2 separate regions of the Astyanax mexicanus genome follow, and region 2 is linked to region 1. A link is a contact called in public Hi-C data. All regions are on one chromosome and are shown on one strand. Each heading gives the region's core, a stretch centred on a gene start, on an enhancer-like site or on the middle of the called end of the contact. The rest is flanking DNA. Distances are from core to core; before and after follow the strand shown. Region 1 overlaps kdrl (kinase insert domain receptor like). Region 2 holds the start of kdrl (kinase insert domain receptor like).

Region 1 (7,547 bases), core at 3,557-6,056:
TGCACTGTCAAAAAGTCATTTATTAAGACAAACAGTTCTCTGACAGCTTCTAAAAGTCTGTTGACTTTACAGGCATTTCTCTTGTTCACTGACATTTCGTATACGTGCTGAACGTGAGGACACATGGCATTGTTTGTGCAGTGTTTATTTAGGCTATGCGCAGCACATTATTTATCGCATACTCAGCGCTCAGCGATCCATTGCAAAAATTCCAGCAGTCAGCAAACTGCCTAAGCCATTAGGAATTTCGATTTCCAAAAGAAGAGGGAAAAAAAATGCTCCCTTCACTGCTTGAATGAGAGACGCTGGCTTAGATTCATGCAAACACATGTAATTTAATTTCCCAAGTTCATTCACTCAATTTCCCAAGACAGATTTGTCCCTTTGAAATAGGATAGCAGTTTATAAACTGATTATAACGTGTCCATAAACCTCAGGAGATGGCTTGTGAATGCCTGTATAACAACTGCATAAGTTGTAATGTGTTATCTTGTGAGGAAGGTTGAACACTGACAAACATGCTCATGGCAAGGTAACATAAATTACCTCACCACACTAATTAGTCCGGACAAAATTTATTTCTGAATATTTCCTATTTCTTAATTATGGTCGATACAATATAATTCCGATATGGATATGAACAGTATGCTCATGGTGTACATCAACACCAGCATGGCATTACCAGACTACGGCAGCCAATAGCGTTCCTCCCTTTCTGCTCAACTTCAACTCAGTTTGAAAGCAGTGAACTGATGACAGCATCCTTTAACAAACATAAGTCTATGGCAGATGCTGTAAATAGTGTAATACTAGGTCAACTTTACAGGATGTTTCTATAGCTTGATGCAGGGGTGGACAATATGGTAAAAAATATGTTATAATGTTTTTTTTAAACATTTTAATGACTCAAGATATTTACCTCGATACACATGATCACATCAGTAGCAACACCATTAAAACCATAACTTAAATACTGTAATATTAAGTATTTTATTGAATTTAATGTGATTGTATTGAAAATGTCTTGTGCTCCATCCACTTAAACAGGATTATTACTTTCTCTGTAATGAAATGAACAGTTGGGTCAGTGGCATTAATACCCTTAATATGTTTAAAACTTTATATTGTCGATATGATAGGACAATTAATCACAGGGCAATTTGTACAGGCAATTAACATTAGTACTGCATTATGATATCTGAAGTATATCAATATAAGTCGATATTTGCTAATGTATTCATTGTATGCGAGAAAAGGTTCAAATTGGCCAACACTGAAGTGCTACATTAAAATCCATTGATTTAAACTAATTTAGTTGGCTTGGAAAAGCCAATTTACTGTTCTTTGTAATCTTCTTTCTCTTCCCTTTTATTTAACGCTATTTCTCGCATAGCTTTTGATGTCAAAACACAGAATTTTGCAGAATTGTACTGAATTATGATGCTTGTTTTTATTTAGTTTTATTAGTTGTAATAGATCTATTGTTTTATGTAACCTGTTTATTAAAAAAGATGGGTTTAAAACTGTACACAGCCTATGTAAAGACCAATTGGCTAAATAAATGTGAAACCAAAAAATGTGACATCAAATTACACAGGAGAAACATTTTTTAATTTTATAGTTTGTATACAGCTGGTGGAAAGCTAAAATGTTAGGCAAATAAATGTTACATTTGTTTTTAATGTCTCTTTAGGTTATATATATATATATCCGCATCTGTTCCAGCAGATATATACAGTTAATGCATCCCTAATTAATATTTCTCAATCCATAGTGTCAAGTGTGCACCAGTAATATATTTTAAAAGGTATTACCACCCACAGTGGACAGTGTAGTGGGTGATAATGTTCGTCACTGGGGACTGCACAAAAAATATGTTTATCAAAAATTAATAAAGATATCAAAACACTTCCTTCTCTGTTTAAATGAGAGATGCTGGCTGAGATTCATGTACACACGTGCACATATTTTCCAAACTCAGTCACTCAATTTCCCAAGGCAGGCTTTGCCACTTTGAACATGGAAGGAATGCTGGAGCTCGACTCTGTTCTATGGGATGGAATGAGGGACAGAGGAAGTCGTGGTAACCGGTCTGATTGAGGCCTCGGCATGTTTCAAGTTTCAGGCCCTGTGCTCCTTAAGAACTCTCCCTGCCAGTCATTAGCGAAGCGTCTCGCAGACAGCGCAGGGGTCAGCTCCCATGTGATGAGACCCTCTCTGAACCCCCCTCATAAAAACTGCCCTGGAATCTGCATGTCATTCCCAGGAACCTCAGCCGGCATCTCATGGGATTCCTTAAATAGGGAAGTTATGCTAAAACTACTTGACCTGCTGAACACGTAGCAGTCTGGAGAAAACTCTGATGGGATTTCTTAATTTGTCACGCATCACAACGGCTGCCTGAATCTTTTTAAAGTAATTTGCAGCTTGCTACTGTCTAAGCTGAATTACAGTAGCTCACAGTGCCACAGCTGCTGTAATGCACAGTCATTATTATTATAAATGAAAAGGAAGTGAAGCTGGTCTGATCTCAGATGATCTGTTACTCACCCAGTACAGTGATGACTGCGCTCGAGTTCGCCACGCCTTCAGTATTATTGGCCTTACACTCATATAACCCCTCGTCCTCTTTCTTCACTCTCTGGATGATCAGCATCCCTTCATCTTTCAGAGTAATTCCTGAAATAGAACAGTTGATAAGATTATGTATGATTACTCATAACTTATTGATGCATTGCAAGCAAACGTTCAAACTACACAGACTGACAAAAAAAATAATGTTTCAAAACTTGGTTTTTACTTGGTATGTCTCAGGCAGATATGTAAATGAATACAAAAGTGCTTCCCAGATCAAATTACATCATTAAAATTACATGTATTTTTCTCTAACTTTTTTTTTTTTTTTGGAAAATACTGTTTTCTTGCTGTGCATCTTCAATATTACTTGTCAGAATTGTTCTATCATACTGTAATTTTCTTTTCCGTGTTCTTTATTCTATGATATTTAATACTGTGTATTTTAAGCAGGCTTTGCAAATTGTACTAAATGCAAAATGTTAAACAAAGTGCTGATCATAAAAAACAAAACAAAAGCGCTTTCCATTCTACCCTAGATTAGGGCTCTCATAGGCTCATTTTGGGTAGTGTTCCTCTTGGTGAAATGTCACTGATAAACTGTTAAACATGCCTCTACAATGCACTCAAAGACATTTTGCCAAATTGACAGATTTAGAGATGGGGTGCATCACAGAGCTTAAATCAGGCCAAAAAACATCTAACCACCTCTACCTAAGCTTGTGCACGTTCTCTCCAAGCCCGAACTGGACCTCTCAATAAACTGTCATTGTAAGCCCAAGCCCGATTTAAACCAACATTTTTGTAGTAAGTAGACTGTAGTTAAAACAGATTTTTTTATCTACAAATCTGAACAAAATCTGTTCAGAATGATGTTAATGAACAGTGCAGCACGGAAGAAGAGAACCAAGAAACAAAGAAAACTGTTTGTAAAATCCAGTTAAGGGTTAATGTAGTTAAAATGTTCAATATTGTGATAATGATTGTATTTTCTAAAATGCATAATTTAATAATTTATCAATTTTAAACAACTTTCCTGTATTTTTAAATTCCATTTGTAATATGTAATTTCCACTAAAGTTCCAAACTAAAGTTTTTTGACAGAGCCATATCAAGTCCAGTATAAGGTCTACTTTTGTGTAAACTCTAGTGCATCATTTGACTGAGAGAAACAAGATGGTCTGCTTGTCCAACATGGACTGCTTTGGAATGGGACCAACTTTTTAGAGATTTGAGCTTCGTGGGAGTGCTTTAATTCAGCCTTTGCTGTGAAGCAACACACTGCTCCATCTGTACAGTAATGTACAGTAAATGACAGTTGGACGCCCTTAGTATTGTTATGAAGGACACTAACAGCTCAGCGATACTGTATGTGATATCTGTAGTTCATCCTGTGGCCCCATGTGTTGCCTCTCCTTTTTCAGCAGGATAATGCTTACCCACACACAGCAAGGGTTTCCCAGGAATGTCTCAACCAGACTGCAACACTTCCTTGGCTTGATTGCCAGATTTATCACCAATATAGCATTTATGGAGCATTTTTTATCATTTCATTTCAACAATCAACGTCTTTGTGTATTATTTTTTGTCGATAAGCACATAAGAGCATATACTGTACGCATCTCCCAATACAATATACATTCAATTGATATTAAAATTATTAAAATGACTGTAAAATGAAGTATGATTATTTACCTGGCCCTTCAGAGACAGGAACCTTGTCTTTGTACCAGGTGATAAATGGAGTGGGAACGCCGAAAGCCAGGCACGCCAGCAACAGGGTGCTGCTGCTGTTCACCTCCTGATTGGTCAGGTTCTGCTGCAGTTTAGGAACGCTCCTCTCTGTTCAAATCAAAGCCGGGTTACACAATAAGCAAACTCATCTGTACTCGAGATCTGTCCTTAGATTGCAGCCAGCATGCCAAATTCAAAACATCCACATGTTCCAGATGTTGTAAAAAAGAACAGATCTCATACATTTTCCATTCTGCAGAAAATGGAAATGCTGAGTCGGCTGAATGAATCGAGACAGATGTGACACGGACAAATAAGCCGAACCAGCTCATTCAAAGGAACTCACCATCAATTACTAGAGTAGAATTAGTGTGGGCCTCTTTGTTGGAGCTGAGGCAGACTGCCCTGCACTGATAGCCCGCTGTGTTACTCTTGGAGACGTTCTTCAGTTGGAGAGACAGAGAGACGGAGTAAAGGCTGACCCGCTGTGTGAAGCTGCCTTCGTGGACCAGGCGGTTCTGAGGATCGTACCAGCGCAGCCGATCATACAGGAACCGAGTTCCTCTGCAAGTCAGGGTGACGTCATCTCCCTCGATTGCTCTCAAGGGCTCGACCTCCAAAGAGTGTGGATAATCTGGGAGATAAAAAAAGAGTTTATGAAGATAAAAATATGTAAATATGTAAATAAAATGATGTAAAATGATATAGAATTATCGCAATAATAAGATGTAGAGGACATTTGGTTTTTGCCCAATAATTTAACTATCTAACTAAAATATTCATGAAAAATATCCTACTCTAGTAACATAAACCCAACACAACCCTAAATAAGAAAAGGATGGAACAGTATATCAGAAGTTATGAACACTTTCTGCTGTGGACAAAATATGAAATGGACCATCCAGACTGCAGATATATAAATAAAAAAATCCATTGTATTGGTTTGTCAGTACACTTCTGTGATGCAGCATTAATGCAGATAAGTGCACTGAGATCTAAGAGCATCATACCCTGTCCATACTGTACATATTTCAACAAGACAATGCAAAACCACATGTTGCACACATTGTAAAGGCACGGCTGTGGATGAATGATGATTTTAAGATGTGTTTGCACCTAAAACAGTGCCAAAATTTCTTAAAAGTATTACACATTTGAAATGCAGAAATGATTGTACTGTATATTTACAGACGACATGAATTTGACTGAACAAAATATGAAATATCTTGGGTTCATACTGTCTGCAATCAAATAAAAGTCAAAGTAAATGTAAGAAACACATATGTGTTTACTTATAAGCATTTTCGGTACCACTTAAAAAAAAAGGCTCCTTCATAAAGGGTTTATAAATAGTTTATAAATTAGTTTATTAATGTTATTAAATAGGTAAAAAACATTTAATTTAATAAACAGGAAGTTTATTAAATGTAAATGTAAAAACAAATAAATAGGAAGGACAGCAGTGGCCTGTCGTGTACCAAATAGTGATTCTTATCTTATTTGGTCTTTTCCATCAGTCATCACTGGAATTTCTGTTAATATTCATTTCTATTCTTTATTCATATAACTATAATAATATATTAAATGACTTAACTGACTTTCTATGTTATTTTATTAGAAATGTTGTTCTTTTTATTTATGTGTTGTGATTATTAATGTTTTTAACATATTTACAATCTAATTTATAATCATTAATAAATTCCTTTTTAAACTATTTGTCAACCCTTTATAAAGGAGCCTTATTTTAAAGTGGTACCGCATTTTCTATACTGTTTCAACTGTATTCTGTATTCTATTATTCAGGGTTCTTCTAACTAATTGTTTAAAATCTGCACTTTATGAGCTTTTGTCAACGTCATTAAATTGTACCATGTGTAAAAGCCATTGGCCAAAATATGCTTTTTTATAGAGTACTTGGGAGTGAAGCTCATTGTTCACTTATTCCACTACTGTTACTGCTGACAATACGTGTAAAATATTCTGTGGATGAATCATTCTAAGAATTTTTGAGCAGTAACAAAGAAATACACAAAAATAAACATCATTTCTGGCCTTGAAATAGCAGGAAACTCACTAAAAGAATCTCACAGAGGTTTTTAATAGAACTGGTCCTAGTTTGGCCCATGCCAGAGAACACAGAGTTGCACATCACTGAGCCAGGAATGTCAAATTTGCAGTTATTTCCTGTTTCATCATTACTAATTGAAAGCATGTTGCTGGAGGATGACGGCAGTGACGGCCAACCTGAGGCGGCTACAATAGGAACCAGGCTGAGGCCGGGCCTCCCGGGAGCTGGAACACACTTGTTTATTCGCAGCACTGGAGAGCGTCTCGCGTTCCATAAGAGAAGACAGCTGTTATTACAATTCGGTCTTTCTCACCAGCATTCCTCCGCTCAGAGTCATCCCCACCTCTGTGATAGCGTACATCAGTTCTCAGAGCCACTGTATTCTCTCCTCAGACCCCCTGCAACCTGCCATCTGCAGATATAACAGCTCTATAGTTTCTACCACATTAGCTGCCATCTTATCGGATTAGGTTCCTCCCTCTCTCAGCCTGAAGGGTCTCCTAATTACGGTCTGAACCGCAAGGGAACAGTTTAGCTCAAATATGTTGTTCAGACAAATAATGGTTATTAGTTTAATGGCATTGGCACAGTACTACTTGCTGGCAGTGGATTTTTTATTCACTGTTAACAAACTTAAAGCAGGGCTCCGAGTGGTCCAGAAGTCTAAAGTGCTGCCACTATGATTTTTGAGATTGCTGGTTCGAATCCCAGTCATGCAGCTAGCCATCAGCTGCTGGAGCCCTGAGAGAGCAAAATTGGCCTTGCTCTCTCTGGGTAGGTACAGTAGATGACGCTCTTTCCCCTCATCACTCCAAAGGGCGATGTGGATCAGCACAAGGCTGCATCTGTGAGCTGATGTATAGGAAGCTAGTTCCTGTGCTTTCCTCTGATCATTAGCGCTGTGATGCTACTCTGGTAATACTGCATCAGCAGCAGTTGGAAAAGAGGCGGAGTCTGACTTCGGAGGAGGTGTGTGCTAGTCTTCACCCTCCTGGTGTTGGGGCATTATCAGTGATAGGGATATACAGCTGAGTTCTACCTGAATGGGTGGGATAAATGTCCAGATAAATTGTGAAAAAATGGGAAAAATATCTAACATTAAACCTAATTTGTATGTTCTTATACACCGTAAACCCTGATTAGTTATGTGAACTCAAAAGCTTTGAGGAAA
Region 2 (7,547 bases), core at 3,235-5,734, 46 kb after region 1:
AAACCAGAGTGTAATCTACAGTAAATAGCTGGTTATTTTTCAGGCAGAACAGTGGTTGTGCAATCATACTTAATCAGGGAAACAACCAAATCCAGTGTAAAGCAATTGAGCTGGATGTAGCAGTAAAATTAAATACTTTCAGAACTTAAACACTGGCTGTTTTACAGGCTGTTTTACACCTGTTATTAACATGAGTTATGGAGGATTAGGGCTGTGTTTTGTCAAGAACTTGGCGATACAATACATATCCTGATAAAGGAGTTCCAATTAAATATATTGCGATATATATCCTCATAGTACAAATTACACAAAATAATATTTATAAAATCTGAGAAAAATAAACATAGTACAACACTATCTAGTGGGCGGGGTTTAAACACTACACTAAATGAACCACTTCTGACACCAATCCTTACATGTAAACTAGGGCTGGACAATATGGCCAAAATATAATCATAATAAATTTTATAATTTCATTTGAGACAGTATAGTTACAATATTGTGAAATGGCACAATATTATATCACAACATTTTTATGATACACAGCATTTATCGGACATTGACACATAGACAAAATTCATCAGCAGTGTCGGATTCTGCTATTCTTCTATTTAAACACTCTCTTTTTACACTTTTACACTTTCTGTAATGAAATGTGCAGTTGGGTCAGTATTCTTAAACACTAATGAAATCCTCAACATGATTAAAAAAGCATATTGTCAATACATCACAGTACCAATATATTGCCCAGTTCTAATATAAACTTATAATTATATATTTATACTCTTTTTCAGAAATTATATACATGTTTTAATAAAAAAAATGTATGTGGTCATTCAGGAAGAGTATATCTATTTACCATCTATTACTATTCGAATGTTAAAGGCAGGTAAAAACAGGCCCTGAGAAAAACTTAAAAAGAATTAAAACATCTGAATTTCACATTCACATAGTAAAGCTTAGACGAGTGACCGCTCATAATCACTGGAGAAAAACAATCCCCAACTAAAAACATATGACTACCTTGCTATGGGAACAGCCAACCACTTCCAAAGGCCACCATCAGATAATATACGCAACACCGAATCAATATAAAGTCAATAATTGCATCATAATCAGGATGCAAGAACTATTATGGACTGTTTGCTTGCCAAAAGCCAATCATTAAACACACAGATAATGTGGTAACCCCTGATCTTTTTAAGAGTCTATCAATTCAGCACAGTGCACTAATCTGTGTTCTGACATGTGGGAACAAATCAAGATTTCCCAGTTAGTTGTTAGAAGGTTAATAGGCCAAAATTGTCTACTCCCATCTTCAAAAACATTTACAGTATATTTTAACCCAGAATAAGCACACATAAGCACACAACTACTGAAAGATTATGTTCAAGTGTAAATCATGTAAAATAAGGTGTTCTCTGTGGTGTTTGAAACAAAAATGTTGGATAATTGTGGATAAGGTTTTACAGCCAGTCCTAATGAAGCGCCAGTAAGTCGAAACACCTGATTTAAATGATCTGGACCAAATTTCCCAAAAGTACTGTTTTGTTAAGACGATTTTAACTGGTAGAGAGAGCGTTGACCATTTAAGAATATTCTTTGTGATACCTCTTGCATATTTTAATTTAATCATACATATTGTATTGGACCCCCTGAAAAAACAATGGGTTTTCCACACCCAGTCATTGTATTAGGCTGAGAGGCTGACACATACTGGAAGCTGATTGGCCGTACAAGAAGCTCGGGGAAGGAATCTTTACTCAGGTAGCGTGTCACGTTTCCCTGACCTCTGGCTGCCAGAACAATTCCAGGGTGCCTCCTGCCTCTCAGTGCACTTCCTCCATGTGTCTTTCCCACGCTCGGCGTGCGGATAGTGAAGGAAATCTACTTGGAAACCTTGTAGACAAAGCTTGAACACCAAAAAAACAGTGGCAGGGGGTGTGTGTGGGGGGGTGTATTTCCTCTGTTTGGATCAGAGCAGGGGGTTGCTGTTTGTTTGGACACTTGGAGGAAGACATGTATCTGCGGCGCAACAGTTATGGCACAATGCACAGCAACATCCACCTTTTATACTCACTGATATTTACAAGGCGAGGCAGGCAGGCAGTTCAGCAGCCAAGTATCAACAATGTACTTTCTCCTCTAAACAGACAATCTCCTCTCAAGATGGAGAGCAACCTTTCACACTGGAGATTAACACAGCCACTGGTGATACACTGAAAACACTGCAGGGGCTTTATTCCTCTCAATGCCAAACAATATTTAGAGGATGGGATAACACAGTATATTCATTAACTGGCCACTGACCGACCATTCAACCATAATAAGGTGCATGCAGCATGCATGGTAACTAGATAGACCTAGGTGGCCTCATACTCATAAGTACAATGTTTGCAGAGTATTTTCAATTTTAGAATTACACTGAATTTCTTTATTTCACTCATTCCTCTTGATTTTTGCTACTTTATAATTTATATTATTTTATAGCCATGCATTTTGTGCAGCTTTAATTTTTTTCTTCTTCATTTTACTCTACTCTAACTCTTAATTTTTTACAGTTTTCCTAAATTGCAAGCTGGATACAAAACATGACCATTAAGATCAAGTCTCAATGATTTTTGTCATGCCCTCTATCACTTCATAAGGAAAGAACACATAAGGATTCATGTAGTAACTTAAAAGTGTTAAGCAAACCAAAATACTCAGTTAAGTATTTAGGTGCTCTTAAGCATGAGGTGCTGTTAACTTGCAGTTTCTGAGGCTGATAACTCAGATTAACTAATCTTGTGCAACAAAGGAAACTCTTGCTCTTCCTTTCCTGGGGCAGTACTGATGAGTGCCAGTTCAATCATACCGTTTTTGATGGTCTTTGCAGTGACTTCATTTGAGGATACTTTGAAAGTTCTTGATTTTTTTTTCTTATTTCATTAATGACTTACTTCATTTCTTTACTTCACCTTTTGTCTTTACTTAGTTGAGTATTTCTTAACATAATGTGGATTAGAACACTACGCAAATAAGGCTATTCACTGTGTACCAAGTCTAGCTCTTCACAACACAACTTCTACTTTGAAAAATCTAAAACATAAAACATTTTCTCTTTGGTTTACTAATTATTTCCACATGTATTTCTTCATAGTTTGGATGGCATTACTGGTCAATGCAAAACATTTCAAATAATGAAAATACACTGAATTTAAGGTGTGTCAATTTTTTTGACTGGTACTGTATAATCTGTTGCGTTCGTGAACTTATGGAGACACAGGCCAACTTGAGGGTAAACTGTGTGAGTTAACTCATTAATATAGCCCCCTCCCATTGTGTTTCTGTGCCCAGTTCTTTGTTAAGTGTGGTGCTGTTAAAAATAATTGACATTGTCAATTACGATTATGATTAACTGATTGCTGCAGCCCTATTTACCAGTATATAGCCTGGGTGACCAGCTTTTTGAATCAGCTTAAACTATCTGAAACCAGCAAGCTGAATTTTTCAACATATATTAAAGTAATATTAATAATACTTTAACAAGATCTTTTTTTAATATATTTTTAATTATATCATATTTTGTAGCCTATCATATATCTCCAATTTCCACTATTGCATATGGGGATATGTTTTTTTTTTTTTTTTTTGTCAAATTGTCCAGCCTTAATAATAAGAGACTGAGCCAACTCCAGAGAGAGAGAGCATCCAACCAGAATTAAAGCCACACAAGCGCCCAAAAATGAAACAAAAATATATATTTAGCTAAAATACTCTTCACAAATTAATATTTAATGACTTTAAATACAAATTTGTGACATCAGTCTCAGATTCAGATGTTTTCAGAGTGAAGCTGAACCAGCATCAATCAGCAGAGCAACCAGGCAGAGAGAAGAGAAAACCAGAGAAGTGGACTCACCGTTTGTGGAGGTAAAGCACTGGAAAAGCAGGGCTATGAAGGCTGCCGATCTTCTGGGAATCATTCCGTCCCTCCGTAGCCTAATGTTACTCCAACGAAAAGTCAGTCAATCAGTCAGAAGCCAAAGTAACCCAGTAGCCCAGGTCCCTCTAGCCTATCTATATCTATCAGCAGCAGCAAGAAGAAGAGATAACCTCCAACAGTGGATGGATGAACCGCAGCTATAAGCTGCTCCTGCAGCCACAGAACTTCTTGTTGGTAGCTTACAGCCTGTTTTCAAGGTTAAGGTTTGTATTCCATGGTGTCCAGACACTTTTTCAGCTCTTACGCTCCTTCAGGTAAGGGGTAGGAGCCAGTCTGCGCCTCTGGGCAGGTGCTATGTGGTTTTATTCTCCTCCTGGCGAATCAGAATATTACAAAAAATAAGAAAAGTAGGAAAAACAAGCAAAAAAACAGTCCAGGATTCTCAGGGTTCGTCTCACATATCCTCCACTGCGACTCCAAGCAGGGGAATGAGCTGCACAGACGGCAGCAGGCTATTAACTAAGCGCAGCAGCAGCAGCTCTCCTCCTGCTCCCATCCTGCTCCAGGGTTTTATACTGAAAGGAAGAGGCAACGTCACTGAGCCCTGACTGGGAGCCTGTGGCACTCTCACACACTCAGTGTTATCATAGCAATCCGTTTTAAGTCTCAAATCAAACCAGTAATACGAGTTTATACTGGTAAATTTCACATTCAAAACATCTGTAAAGCGTTTTTTATCATTTACTATCAATAATATCACATACTGCTCTGGAGAAAATAAGAGACCAGTTAAAAAGTGATGAGTTTCTTTGATTTTACCAAATTAAAAACCTCTGTAATATAATCAAGAGAAAGATGGATGATCACAAGCCATCAAACCAAGCTGAACTGCTTGAATTTTTGCACAAGGAGTAAAGGCATAAAGTTATCCAAAAGCAGTGTGTAAGACTGGTGGAGGAGAACATGCCAAGATGCATAAAAACTGTTTAAAAAACAGGGTTATTCCCCCAAATATTTATTGATTTCTGAACTCTTAAAACTTTATGAATATGAACTTGTTTTCTTTGCATTATTCGAGATCTGAAAGCTCTGCATCTTTTTTGTTATTTCAGCCATTTCTCATTTTCTGCAAATAAATGCTCTAAATGACAATATTTTCATTTGGAATTTGGGAGAAATGTTGTCTGTAGTTTCTAGAATAAAACAACAATGTTCATTTTACTCAAACTTATACCTATAAATAGCAAAATTAGAGAAACTGATTCATAAATTGAAGAGGTCTCTTATTTTTTCCAGAGCTGTATACACACAGTAATTGTTTAAGAAATAAAAGAAAACATTTAGTGAGAAAGAGTGTGCAAAATTTTGAATGGTACTGTATCTATAAATCCATTCTGACATTCTGACTAGACATATTTTTGGGATGATATAGCCATAATGTTAGTTTTTCTAGTCATATTTTACCATTTATATCATTACCATTTATCTCCACTGTAATTCTCAGGTCCAGGTTTCAGTCCAGGTCCAGATCTATCTGATCTATCTGAATCCTGACTAGGTCAATATATCTTTAATATACTGCAGTTATGATCATGTGTCTTTAGGATATGTGGAATTTTAGATCTCTATAATATACTTTAGATATCTAAAATTGTTTTGTTTTAAATTTAGTAGCAATAATATTATTCATATCTAAATTCAAAATCCAGATCTCTGTAATTTTACTTTTATCTATCAATAATATTGGATTTACAACTGATTTACGTGGAATTTCAGTTTTTTTTTTCTATTATATATTTCAAATAAATCTAAAATTAATATATTTCTATTTATATTACTTCTATTATTACTTATCTTTAACTGTCTAGCTTGGTCAGAGAGAAAAAAACTAACATATTCTATGACTGACTACTGATGTTCATTGTTTATTTCAGGTCCAAAGAACATACTAAAGACTAAAAACACTGCCAGTTGATCTGATATAGTGTTAAAACAAGTGACTTTACACATGACTGTTTTCCCCAAATGTCCTTCTCGAGATAAACAGATAAACATAGCTGCACCTCCCTAAAATATCTGGGTACAAAGGTAAACAGGCATTGTCTTACTCGTGCTATCGAGGTAAATATCCACAGGACAAATATTTGCTGCTTTATTTTTAACTTTGGAAAACAGGACACACAGCTATGCTATATCTAGGCCTAAAAACATTTGGGAACCTCCCATGATTTTGAAACGTCCAGCAAGTTCACCTTATCACAAATAGGGACATATCCATGGATATACTTTAGTGGAGGGGTTGTTCATAAGATTGTCAGGCATAAGAGTTCTGATTCACTGACTTACACTGGGTGTGTCTCCTCTCTTAAAACATTACAGTTCAAATCAAAGCCTTATATTAACAAATGTGTTAACTTCTCTGGGCTATGAGGCTTCTGGGATTGATCATCTCACAGTGGAAACCTCCAGATCTTTTTTGGAACACTCAAAAAAGTACAAAGCTTGTCGCTGGGGCTGTACCTTATATTAAGGTACAACAGAATACCTTTTAGTAATAGTCTTTTTTGGACCCATGTTTTTGGTACCAGTAAAGATTATAAAGATTATAAACATTATCATCAACTGAATATGTGTCGAGAATTGATTGTCCAAAATTGTCTGGCTTTAAAAATGAAAAATGTGTAATTAAAATATATATTATTTATTAGTACAGTGATACAGAATACCAAATGTACCTTTTAGCTGGTTAAATGGTACAAATCTGTACTTCCTGCTGTTAGGAAAGACTTTATGCTTCAGAGGGAACATCTGACCCTGTAAAGACCAATATTATACCTTAATAGGACACAATTATGAAATGATAAAAAGTGCACTTTGAGCAAAAGAAAAGACTTATATCGTACCTCTATTTTTTTGTGTGAAGAAATGGATGCAATCCAAGGACCATCCAGACTTTTATCAGAAACAAGGCCAGAAGCCAGGGTCTGTCATGGTTTGGGTTTTGATCAGTACACCTCTGCAATGCAGCATTAATGTAGAAATGTAGTTAATGGAGATCTTTGAGCAACATATGCTGCCTTATGATGACATCTTCTCCAGAGAAGACCTCTATGTATTTCTTCTTCAACAAGACCATGCAAAACCATATGTTGCACACACTGCAAAAGTATGGCTTCAGAACAAGAAGGTATGGGTACTGTTCTGGCCTGCCTGCAGACCGGACCTGTCCTAAATAGAGAATAGAGAATAGAGAATCTTTTGAGTGTTGATTTTTCATCCCAACTTTTTTTGGAATGTGTTGCAGGCCTGCAATGCATGAATTGATGTACAAAAGTTGTAAATTAACAAATTAAACAAAATATTTAGCTTTCTGTCTCCAATAAAACAAATGACAAAAAACCTAAATGTAAGAAACTCAGCACTTTTTTTATTATTCATACTGTCCCAACCTGTCTTGTTTTATGAAGTAAATGATGCATAAAATGATGAAATAGGTTTTTAAAATAGCTCTTTTGTCCTATTTGTTACTTTATTCCATTCTAAAGTAAACCCGAGGACTTTATTTCACATCACAACTCATATACATTTCTTTCTTTCTTTTTTCTTTTACAGGCAAGTC

The links. A called contact is a pair of places that touch in the nucleus more often than the background predicts.
Region 2: a Hi-C map of muscle shows a contact between it and region 1, with 2.8 times the contacts expected there. The contact joins the promoter of kdrl here to the enhancer-like site in region 1. A contact is called at or near these places in 2 of 3 Hi-C or Micro-C datasets (blood and muscle).

The regions. Positions count from the first base shown.
Region 1 is chr10:48,273,000-48,280,546 of AstMex3_surface, forward strand. kdrl (kinase insert domain receptor like) reads right to left here. Exons shown (of 30, transcript XM_022684284.2): 13 at 4,655-4,942; 14 at 4,270-4,416; 15 at 2,551-2,679. Among protein-coding and RNA genes, the nearest start is that of kdrl, 47 kb to the right of the region's middle. Within about 2 kb of position 4,807, the one cell type or tissue checked has an H3K27ac peak away from gene starts, as active enhancers do.
Region 2 is chr10:48,319,524-48,327,070 of AstMex3_surface, forward strand. kdrl (kinase insert domain receptor like) reads right to left here and starts at 4,485. Exons shown (of 30, transcript XM_022684284.2): 1 at 3,905-4,485. The coding sequence starts at 3,968.